Regions from separate parts of the Gossypium hirsutum genome. Here region 1 is linked to region 2. A link is a contact called in public Hi-C data. All regions are on one chromosome and are shown on one strand. The core of a region is the stretch at or near the end of the contact, and the rest is flanking DNA. Distances in the headings are between cores, read along the strand shown. Region 1 holds the start of LOC107896374 (DNA-directed RNA polymerase III subunit RPC5). Region 2 holds the start of LOC107896261 (F-box protein At5g03970).

Region 1 (5,992 bases), core at 139-2,638, 130 kb after region 2:
TGAACAACTGCATGAATAGGATTTAAGTGCAACTGCACCATAAAAATGACCTTAGAACAACAACATCCATCAAGGGAAAAAAATATTATATAGCTAATCTCAAACAAGCTCATAGACAATAGATGCACACACCTTATCGCCCATTAAAACTCCAACAGCATAGCCAGATGGACGTGGTGGCAGCCATGAAGAAGATAAGGTCTAAAAAGAAATGAGGATACATAATTAGGTTATGCAGCTAAATTTATTTGGAAAAGACATTATGTAAAAAAGAAAATGCGACAATGCAACTTATCAACAAATGCAGTAGCAGTATGTAAAAAATTTATCAATGCAAAGCACTCGGAACATGTTTCCGGGGAAAAATACAATACCTATAAATATATAGATTGAAATTTGATTAAATTGTAATATCAGAGCCAAACCTGCTTCGTCATCTTCAATTTGTTTGCAGATTCACTGTCATAATTATTCGAATCAATATCAACAGACATGCCAATTTCCACTTCCCCACTATCAGGTTTCACCCGTACCTACAAAATAACTAAAGAATAAGATTGATTCATACAAAGAAAAAGAAAAAGAAATTGAAGGGAAAAACAGACGAACCTCCTTGCATCGTTCATCCAATTCGTATGGTCGCCAGCAAGGCCTTAGAGGATATTGCAAAACATATAACTGCAATTTTATTCCAAAAGGGGGAAAAACAATAAGCAAAACTGAAAATTAAACAATAAAGGAAATAGAAAAATGCAATCACCTGAGCGTCGGCATCAATTGAAGGAGTGAAGAAGACGTCGATTTCGCGAACAACCATATCTTCTTCTTCTCCTTGATCTTCTTCTCTGTTGGCTTCAGTCAAGATCTCATCTTCTTTAGTGTCCTCATCAATCTCCATCTTCACCGCGCCACTTGATATCGATTGTTCGGCTTTCGGTTCAGCAACCATCGGCGGCTTGACATCTTCTTCATCGTTTTCTTTCTTTTTGGAAACTGCTTCCACAGGTGGTGGTTGGAGCTTGGGCGCGGAGTCTTGAGGCTCTTGTTTGGATGAGGGTTCAGGTTTTGGCTTAGAGATGGGTTTGAGTTTGGGTGCGAATTTGGAAGATTTGGGTGCGAATTTGGAAGATTTGGGCGCGAATTTGGTGGTTCGAGTATTGGCCTGACTTGAACTGTCGAGCTCTCCCAAATCATCCAGGTCCATTTTCGACGTTTTGTTATCAGTGTTAATCCAGTCACCGGCTAGGGTTTCCACCGATTAGGGCTTGAAGTTTTGCAGCTTTTGAGTGTGGAGAAAGATTCTTATAAAAGGCTTCAGTGAATATTCCACAAAAGATATGACCAAGATTTTAAATTTAAGAACGGTTTAAGTAGGAATTAAAGTAGCGGTTCTTACTTAAGGTTATTGGAATATCATTATTTGCACCTCTAAATTAACTCACCGAGTCAAGCTCCATAAACTTAAACTGAATGATAAACTTAACAATAATTCAATAAAAAATAATTGGTGCAAGGTACATAAACTTGGACTAATTCATAAATTTAGTTGAATTAGATAATGACTAAATATAAATCATATTGTTTTAAAAGTTTTTTCTTAACCTTTTTACATCTTTTTCATATAAAAATATAAAAAAATTATACACCATAAAAATTGAACTTTTTTTCAATATTTTTTTTAACTATTTCATTCAAAATTTCATTTATTTTTTTATATTCATTTTTAATAAATATAGTTGCTATATAATTTTATTGTCAAATTTAATAAGTTTTTATATAAAATTTGATTGAGTTAATATTGCGAATTAACTAAAAATCAACTTAATTGAAAAAAATTTAAATAGAAAAATATATATAAAAAGATTATTTACCTTTTCCAATATTTTTCTTTTCAAAATGCTAGTTTAATCATTAGTGTTTATTATTATTATTATTATTATTATTATTATTATTATTATTATTATTATACATATATGTGATATAAAAATTATTCGAACTCAAATTATACGAGAAAGGTGAAGACTAGATTAATAGGTCATAATTTGGGCTCTATATATTTTTTTCTTTTATGAACATCACGTAATCTAAACATTATATTTTGTTACACTTATAATGTGAGTAAAAGAAAAACGTAATATTAAATTATGTTTATAAAAAAAATTGAGTTATAGATAAAATGATAAAGCGTGTATAAATAAACCTTTTGTACACTTTCGATTTTTTTAGAAGACCTTAAGTTCAATTTTTAAATGTTTTATTTAAATATTTTATATTAAAATAGCAAAAGACAAAATAGTCTTTATATTAATATTCATTACTTTATTAAAAATGATTTTTAAATAATTTCTGATTGAATTGATGTATTCTTTTCTTCTATATCTATATGAATCAATATTATTAAATTCCAATCCATTATTGATACCTCAAGGAAAATCTTGAATTGAAACTTAAATTGACGAGCTAATGTAAGCTTATCCATGTAGTTATGCACCCTTCGAATAGGAATCAAATTTCTGAAAGATCTTGACTTTCTTGTTTTGGTGAGTCTTTGAGGTCCTTTTGACGATCTATGTTGTGTTGAAAGGATATCTATATGATCCAATCGATTGTGTAAAACCTGTGCTAACAACGAAATCAGAAAAAGTATATGAAAAAGATAGTTGACTCGTGATATTAACTCAATCATAAATATTTTATATAACATAGATATATAATATTTTTAGTTTAGTTTAGCTTTTACAAATCATCAATTTCACTAATCAAATTTTAATATTTAAATCAATTAAAATTAAATTTTCACATATATAAATGTGCATAACTTATGTGAGATTTATAGATTTGACTCTATTTTATTACTTTGTTTTATCCATTAATATTCAATTTATGTTTAATCACAATCCACAATGAGTCTTAGGCATTTAAATTATGATCACCATATATTGGATATTAATGAATTAGAAAGTAATGAAGGCGTTCAGAATTCTGTTGAACTCAGTGAAAGTTTCCTATATGGGCTGATATATCCTCAGGCCCAACTTGTCATGTTATAACTAATTCATTAATGCTATAATGTTTCATTGAATTGGGATGAGTTTACGCATCTTCACCAAATATGACACAAGTTTTTTTTATTTCTCCAATTTCTTTTGTTGACTTGGTGTGAATTTATAAGAAATTATCTCTTGATAAATGATTTTTTTTAATTTTAATATAGGCTTCTCAAAATTATTTTGCAAAATATGTTTTTTTTAATTATATGGTCATTTGGTGATGATAAAAATACAATACTATGACTTTGACACTCACGATAGTCGAGATCCTGATGACCACTTTTCAACATTCCCTCGAGCCTTTTGTTAGCCATGAAAGTTGGCACCAATAAGTGTCACCTTTAGATCAAATTAAGATAATAAAGTAGTTTATGAACAAATCAACTTGAATGGAAATATTATTTCAGTTGATGATGGAGTTGTATTCAATCAAACACAACCTTTGACATGACTTTTAAGAGTGGCACTTCCTTAAACAACATAACAAGAGGGTGCTAAGGAAAATTGCTTGAGGACAAGCATACAATTAAACTAAAAGATTACTCTTAACTTGTAATTCTCATCAATAATATTTCGAAATAATTCGCAAATAATCATACATTGATAATTCAACTAAAAGAGCACTAAAGATTAAAACAATCCAAGTTGAAAATTTTTAAAGCACGAAAACATAGGTATTTCCCCTTATCTAAGTAATTACCTTTAATTCAAAATCGACAAGAATCGACATCCTCACTAAAGGTTCACTCAAATCACTCAAAAGTGTTTAAGGTTCAAGAATAAGCACTCAATAGTCAAATAAGAAAAGTCATTACAATAGGCTTGCATGAAAATAAAATCTCCACCACTATAAAAAGATATGATACACAAATCAAAAGGTCTTTAAGAGGTTGTAATGGGGTTTAGGTTAAGGGTGTGGAGAAGGGCTGAAAAAGTTAGTTAAAATCGAGATCAAATTGATAAATTACCAAACTAGAAAAATAAACAAATGCTGAATTAAAAATAAGTGAATAAATTAATAACTATTCAAGAATAAGAAAACGATTTTCTTCTCAAAATATCAATTTAACTGTTTAAACTCAACAACATAGAACTAAATAAGAATCAATATATTTTTTTCTTTCTCTTTTTCTCTCTTTTTTTTCTTTTTTTATCTAGAATAATAAAAAATAATTCAGCAAATCAAACAGAAGAGCATAGTTAAGCAACTAACCAAATCAAATCTAGACAAAAAAGGAGTCAATAAACAGGGGAAAAGTCTCAACAAAAAAAGAAGGAAAAAGAGTTATGGGTTAACATTAATAGATAAATCAAGAAACAGTGTGTTAGGCTCAACGGAATTCACTATGAGTTAATTAAAAAGGTAGGCTTTTTATGGAATAAGTGGGTTAAAACCTAAGTGCCTTTATCATCTCAGTATATCAAATCAAAGGTGTGGCTTCGACATGTATAATCAAAGCAAGTTCTAGAATAACAACTCCAATAGTCATATAAAAAACCTCCCCATACTTAAGATTTATATTGTCCTCAATGTACAAAAAAATATAATCACAGTGTATGCAGAATATCATAACAGAAGGAGAAAACTAAAACTACCCTAAATATTAGATGAAATCGCTAGAATGGTGAAAAGTTAAATTGTAGGCAATTGAAAATGAAGTATACGATTCTGTGCAAACTAAGAAGAAAATAAACACAAATAATGAATAATATTAAAATGTTACAACTCAATTAGAAACAACCATAAAAAAATATTGTTCAAAAGATAATAAATGAAATAAGTCTAAGGAAATAAAAAAAACAACTAAAACAAAAATAAAATGAAAAATAAAAGAAATAAACTAAATGATACTAATGAAATTAAAGGTAATAGTAAAAATAATAGTAAAAAATTACTAAAAATAATAGAAATAGCATAAATAAATTACAATTAAATTAAAATCTAAGCATAAGAAAAATAAAACAAATAAGAAAAAAATAATAAAGCAGATAAAAAAATAAAAAATAATATAACAAATAATAATGAGAAAAAAAATCAAAATAAAATCAAAATAAAAAAAATAAAGTAAAAGTGGAAGACTGACGGAAGATGGTGGCCAGAGTTACAACAGGGGGTTGCAAGTGGTAGGCGGTGTCATGCGTGGGTGTGGCTCGGCTGTGTGTGATCTGCTTCACTTCTCCCACGCCCATGTGAGATCTTAAACGCTCGTGTGGCTTAGCCGTGTCTCTTGCCCGTGTAACTCTTTGACTTAGAATAAAATTGAAAAAATTAGCTCCAGGTTTCACACGGCCGTGTCTCCAGGCCGTGTGGACCATTTTAGGCCGTATAACCGTCGAATTTTTGAAAATTTAAGTCCCAGTATCCACACGGCCAAGGACACGCCTGTGTGTCCAGGCTGTATGGGTCACATGGCCATGTCGCCAGGCTGTGTAACTCACAGTCGATTACTCCATTTCACACACGACCTGCGACACGCCCATGTGTTCAGGCCATGTGTTCCACACGCCCGTGTGTCTAGGTCATGTAGGTAAAAACCACACCTTTTTTTTATTAAAGATTTTAAATTAGCATGCAATGGATTTAAACGAGTTAGCAAAAGTTAAACATTTAGGTTGCCTCCCGAGAATCACTTATTTAAAGTCTAAGCTCGACTTACCTCGTATTCGCATGGTCGAAACTCCTCTTTCTCGTTATCAATTTTATTATGATAAGCTATAAAAGTAATATGTTTTAATCCTATTCTTGATGCGTTTTTGGATGATTTATTATGTAAATGAGTGAATTTGATGCTACTAATCCTTTAAATTCATGTTTCTATACTTAGGTGACCATAGGGGAGCGAAAGAAGCGAAAAACAGGCCAAAATCAAACAAAAAGAGCTATTTTCAGAATCCATACGGCCTGGGCATTTCCACACGGGCTGGGCATACACCTGTATGAG
Region 2 (6,655 bases), core at 1,720-4,219:
TTTTCAAACTTAATTTTATTAAAGTTTTTACAAAATTATAAATTTATAGAAATGTTAAGTAAATTTCAAAAAATTAAACTTTAAAAAAAATTATTTTTTATTTTTTAAAATTCATAATAAATCTAGATATATGATAATCCAAAGAATAAGTCTAAATATGTAGATTCATTTAAATTTTAATTTTATTAATATAAAAAATAAAATATTTAAAAAATATATACAAACAATCACAATATTCTAGAACCATTATATTTTAATAAATTTGTTTTATAGATTATGTGCAAAACGGTTCTAAGATATGTCATTGCCTGTATATAAACTTCATTGGAACAAAAATAATCATTGAAAAAGGAAAAAGGTTGCTAAATCCAACAACATTTTATAGTTTTGCTAAAAAAGTAATCATGAAATTACAAACCTTGGTGATTCTCGAGGAAGTGAATAATTAATCATATAATATGTTTTATCCTCATTAGTAAAGATCAAACTCTCAACTACATGATTAAAAAATGAGTTTACTATCACACCCAATAGTTATCACATTACAAACTTTACCTTTCTAAAACACGAAAAAAAATTCCCAATAGTTAACTATTTAACCGTGTATCATAGATCCTTACTACAAAAGGACCAAAAAAGATTTAATAACAAAATAAAATAAAAGACACAATAAAAACATATTTACAGATGTCGGATGGACTAACGAAATATTTTGCCTGATAATGAGAATAAAAGGGGGAGATTGTGTAGGGTGTTCTTGTCAAGGCCGGTCCATACAGACAGCAGCGCATGGTCTTAGAGCTCAACAAGGCTATTCACATACCCAACAATTCCTGCCTTGGTATCAATATCAAGTTCACCCAAATCTTTAGAGGCCCTCTTCTTCATTTCATAAGAATAAAACTTGTTCCCATTACTAAGCAACACTACATCCCCACCAATAAACACTACTCCTCCATGCCCATATCCATACCTACCCGAAGCATTATTATTAGATGATGCGGGTAATGAAATATCAACATGAATCTTGGGTTGCATTTCTTCCCACATCTTGGCATGGCTGTTCATTTGCATGGTATTCGAGTGAGTATTAGATAGCATATTCACGACCAAGTTTTGAGCATGTACGTATGCCGAACAAAGCTTCCCATTCCTCATTCCTAAGGTCCCAACTGCACTATCGAGGAGCTGAAACCGTTCTGAATTGAGATCGAATGCGGTAATTCCAAAGCCCATCGTCTGCCAATAAACAGTGCCATTCACATGAATACCTGACTTAGGCATGACCTTCCTCTCAGAAAAACAAATCTCACGAGAAATTATCCATGATCTTTTCTCAGAGGAATATATCTCAAACTCATATCCATCAAGTTCAGATGGAAAAGCACAAACTAACTTATAATCAGCAGTGAAGTTCAGCAATGATGGTTCAAATACGAGCACTACGGCAGGGTCAGACCCATGATCAGCATCTGGTTTTGGAAGTTTCTTCCACTGCTTGGTAACAGGATTGCAGATGTAGTAAGCCTTGTAACCAGTACGCCCCTGGCAACAAAGCAGCCCATTACAAGAGGACCTAATATCAACAGGTTCGGGCAGAAACTTTAGAGATGGGTCTGGAACACCATAAGCCACAGGGTCAAGAGACATGAATGACGGCAGACCTGCTTGTGATTGGTAAAAGAAACCCGAGACAGAATGGAAAGAATTTGATTGATTGTGCGCAAAGAAAGGTGTTGATATTAGATGCTTCCAATCCCGACAAACTCCAAAGCACCGGAAAAGTGATTTAGCAGGAAGGTAACGAAGTGCATTCTCCCTTACTATGTCTTTTAGATCCATGTAAATCTTGTTGTTTTTGTTACCATAGAAGTTAGTCAGCTTTTTTCCTCGATCCATTTAACTTGAACTTCCCCCACTTCTCACACTGCAGCCAGATATACAACATTACCAAAAAACCATTTAAAAGAACACAAATAATTACCCTAACAACATAGAATGGCGAAAGCCAGAAACAAAGTTACTATTACCAAAATTATACGTCCATAAATGCTTCAAAGACTATTCACGGTTCAAGAGTGACTTGAGATGGGTTCACTTACGAAATTTACCTTGAGAAATCAATATTTCTTTTTCAAAAATAACGTTAATCGTCCAAAATTTCAAAAATCTAAAAATAAAACTCAAACTTAATATCAGAATTCGCCAGACCTCCAAAGCACCCAATTTCACATCGATTCCTTTTATTTTCCTTTTCCAGTATTCAGAAGTACAGAATTTAATAATTCGAATCCGCAAATTAAAAAGGAAGGGGTTTCATTCTTTCTTTTTTTTTTCCTTTTTTCTAGTTTTCTTTTGACTTTCCCCTATTCATTTTCTCGGCAACCAAACACATTGTAAGCGCATAAAAACCTAATGAAAAGCTAAAATTAAGAATTAACTAAAAAATAGGTACCACTAGTAAAAAGAGGAAACCGAAAACAGCAAACTCAAGAGACATTTTCTCGGCAACCAAACACATTGTAAGCGCATAAAAACCTAATGAAAAGCTAAAATTAAGAATTAACTAAAAAATAGGTACCACTAGTAAAAAGAGGAAACCGAAAACAGCAAACTCAAGAGAGAGAAAAGAAACATTAATTAAAGAGCAGAAGCCTAATGAACATAATTAAGGACATAAGCAGAGCTAAGAGAGCGATTAAAGGACAAAAATAAAAGCGAAATTATTATTAAAAGTGAAGAAAGTGAGTGAGAAGCGATACCTGTAAGATCTTTTACTTGGCTTTGATGTTGTTGATCTGACAAAGAGCTTTTTCATCTAGACTTTGGAGAGAAGTTTTTGATTTTTCTTGGGCCCTTCCTTTTTCGGCTAATATATAAAATTAATAACCTAGACCAGTCTTCACGTCTATATGGAGTGTTTGGATATATGGATTTTGTAATATCACTCGGGCATTGCTTTCTTTCAATGGAAGACAGGAATTTAAAAAAATTTACTCTCTTTCAACTTTAATTTAACTCTTTGCCAGCGTTTCATCTTCTCTCATTTCAATCAAACGTCAAATATTACATTTCATTAAATATTTTTAAAAATATAATAATAATTTACGAATTTATTCTTATTATATAAAATATAATATTTATATATTTAATTTTTATAATAAATTTTATTGTTATCAAATATTTGAATTAAACATTTAATATTAAATTTTAATGGATCATTTTTACATTATTTTTTTCGAAGCCCCAATGTAACATAATTTATTTTAAGTATTGAATTTTTTTTAAATATAATACATAACCGTATTGAAATTTGATTGATCACTTGTCTTATCTATTCTACTTCTAATTCTAAATGGGTTGCCAATCATTTGTTCATTCTCAAAAATCATACAATAAGCCTTAATTTTTTTTTCCTTTTCCTCATAAAGATTCATAAATATTATAATAAAATTGAATTTTCAATTAGTATATCGAAAAAAGACAATAAAATAATAGAAAATAAATATAATATGAAAATGATATAATATATATATGATTAAATATGCATATAAAAAATTAGATTAAGGAAAAAAACTTACTTCTCAAGAATTCATAGTAGTAATAGAGAAAATCAAATAATAGGAAGGAGGAAGGAGGCAATAACTTCTTTTTCTTATTCTTCTTCTTCTTTTACATTTATGGATAGATTAATACCCTAAACTAATATAAAATAGGTTAATTTAGTCTTGTTATTTTTTTAAATTTCTAATCTACATGGGAAAAAAACATTCCCACCTTTTATCATGGGAATTACATTACTATGTTCACGGGAAAATAACTTCCAAAAAAAAGTTAAATTTCAAGGAAAGTAAATAAAAATTGATATATCAAATGTTGAAATCGTTTTCCGATTGATTAAATTTCCAAGAAAGTGACCACTTTCCATCATACCAATGTTACCTTAATATTTATTCATTTTGTTATTTTGACACTCTCAATCTTCGAAATTTAGTTAATTTGCTTTTTTATGAAAAAATTGACTAAATTATTAAAATTTTAAAGATACTAATGTGGCAGCTCGTGTGACAATTTACATGTACTTAATCATTAACGTGAATAGATTTTTTTTAACCATTTATGAACTTTTTTTATTTTTAAATATATTTTTTATTTTTTGAACTATTATGAAATAAAAATGAACTGTCGTATGACTTATCACGTCAATGGCTTTAAATTTTTAATTGTCAAGTCAACTTTTCCTCTAAAAAAACTTCACTAAATTTTACAAGTTGATTAGGGCTAAATAGTGGTACCACACTCAATGATGTTTTCCCATTTTTTATTGAAGTTAAGGCAGTAAAAATGCTCACGCTGGTAAAGTTGAAGCCAATATAAAACGATTCTAAAAAATAAAATACAAGTCTAGACTTTTGAGTGAATAGAGGCGTGGTAAAAGGGGTAGGTAGAAGTCTTGGCTTTCCAAAAATGAAAAATTGATATTTCAGTTCTCTTATAAATAATAAAATTATAAATTAATATATGTTGAAATTGCATTTTACTATTTCAAAAATCATAAACTAAAGTCTTAAAACACTAAATCCTAAACTCTAATCTTAACCCTCAAACCCAAAACATTTAAATGATTACAAATTAAAGTGATAGAAAAAGGGAACAAATTTAAGGATTGGAAATGAACTTTGGGTGTGGGGGAATAAGGTGCCAATAGTCATATTTATAAGATTTTTAGCCTATAAGTTGAAATCAATCGGTGTCAACAAGGCTTACTGAGTCACCAACTATAAGTGGCAACCTATACAAAATCTAAACTTAACAACTACATTTGTCGAGTTCAGTTTGTTGCATGTCATATATTAGTTTGTTGCAGGATTAAATTAAATTTTTATCATTTTTTGGATCAAATTTGACCATTTACTTGTTTATAATATAAAGGGGCGAATGTAATATTTTTTCCATTTTAAGGAGGACTTGAACCTTGCCAACCCCCTTAGTACCGCGCCCGATTTTTTAGTTCTATACTATGAGGCCACCTCTTATGGTAGGCGGCTTATTAAGTAATTGCCCTATAAATATAACCCACATCTGATTTGTTATGAAATTATCTAATTGGTTAGGATTTAAGGTTAAGATATTAGGGATTCAATTGATTCAAAAAAGATAGAATGGTGTCCAAAATTACTTTTTTCTAGTGTGTTGTTCCTTGACAATACTCACTCACTTTATTTAAGTGATATGTAAATGAGAAAATGCTTCCTGATGAGTCATCAACATATGACTATTTTGGAGTATATCTTACTTACATTTACTTAGTTTCTTGAGTATTTTTATATGTTTTAAATTCATTTTAGTGATTTGACTTTTTTTTTGTATTGTAAATGTTGTGTATTTTTAGTGTTTTTCATGCATTTAGTTTCAATAAAATATTCCATGTGGAATTTGCAAGTAAAACAGGTTTGGGAAGAATATGTCAATACATAGAACCATAAGATTAAATGCAGTAAGCCTAAAGTTGATCTAAGATGATGAGTGAAAGTTCAAAGCTCAAAGATTAAAAATTTGTAATAGGAACACATTCAGAACTTTTAGTCAGAAGACCTTTTAGTGTTTCTATCATGTCTCGAGCTTCAGGATTCCATTTTGGGTTTACCTTATATCATCAGAAAGGGGATTTGAAGTTCAAATATTGGCACACCAGCACCAAAATGCATCAGGAATAGATCCAAAAGTAAAGATAAATTTGCAAGTTTCACATTGATGGACAATTTTTACGCATTTTCATGGTTGGTTCATATCTTTTAACACAATTGGAGTTTGGAGTTGAAATTTTTACAGTATATAGACAAGATGCAGACCATCAATCAACTCTCTTGGATTTTTCCCATTGAGAGATGTTAACTTGGAAAAAAGGATTCATCTTTTAACATGTGAAAAATGACTCAAAAGATAAAAAAGAAGTAGGCCTAGAAATTTATTATTATCAAGTCCTTTGTATTGTCATTTTCCTCTTCACAAATCTCTATAAATAGCCTTTAATTTCAGCATAGGAGGCATATTGAAGTTGAGTTCAAGATCATTTTCTTATTAAGTTTTTGTTTGTTTCATTATTCATGTAAAATTTCAAGTTTCTTATTTCTAAAATGTCTTTTTCATTTAAGTTTGAGTTGTTCACTTTTGCTATATTATTTTAAGTTTTCAATGCTGAGGTGAAAGGACGAAACTCTTGGGAAATATTAAGGTAAATCCCATACTCATCACTTGAGCTAAAATTAATTATCAATCACTTGTTATAATTATACTTGTAAAGTAAAATATTTTATTTGTTATAGACAATATATAGCACAATGAATGCTTGGATAAATTAACCTTAATTTTTTGTAGACATAAAAATTGACATAATAAATATTTGAAATCTTTTTATAGGTCTTGAAGTTATCAAGTGGTTATAATAGCATATGGTTGGACTGAACTTAAATAGTTGAACTGTCATATTGCACCATCCTTTGCTTATGGATTCATTTGTTAAACTCTTGGACTTATTGTACAATCATTTTGGACACTCCATTGATGGACATACCTTTGCTCATGGATTCATATGCTTAATTAGTGGACGTACATTGCTAGATCATCCAATTGAGACTTCCCATTAAATATTAAA

Evidence for each region. A called contact is a pair of places that touch in the nucleus more often than the background predicts.
Region 1: a Hi-C map of leaf shows a contact between it and region 2, with 2.0 times the contacts expected there. The contact joins the promoter of LOC107896374 here to the promoter of LOC107896261 in region 2. A contact is called at or near these places in 3 of 34 Hi-C or Micro-C datasets (hypocotyl and leaf).

The regions. Positions count from the first base shown.
Region 1 is chrA11:27,554,219-27,560,210 of Gossypium_hirsutum_v2.1, forward strand. It overlaps LOC107896374 (DNA-directed RNA polymerase III subunit RPC5), which reads right to left and starts at 1,389. Exons shown (of 14, transcript XR_001683727.2): 1 at 761-1,389; 2 at 610-678; 3 at 426-533; 4 at 133-201; 5 at 1-32.
Region 2 is chrA11:27,417,827-27,424,481 of Gossypium_hirsutum_v2.1, forward strand. It overlaps LOC107896261 (F-box protein At5g03970), which reads right to left and starts at 2,970. Exons shown (of 2, transcript XM_016821380.2): 1 at 2,763-2,970; 2 at 439-1,927. The coding sequence starts at 1,899. The coding sequence ends at 796.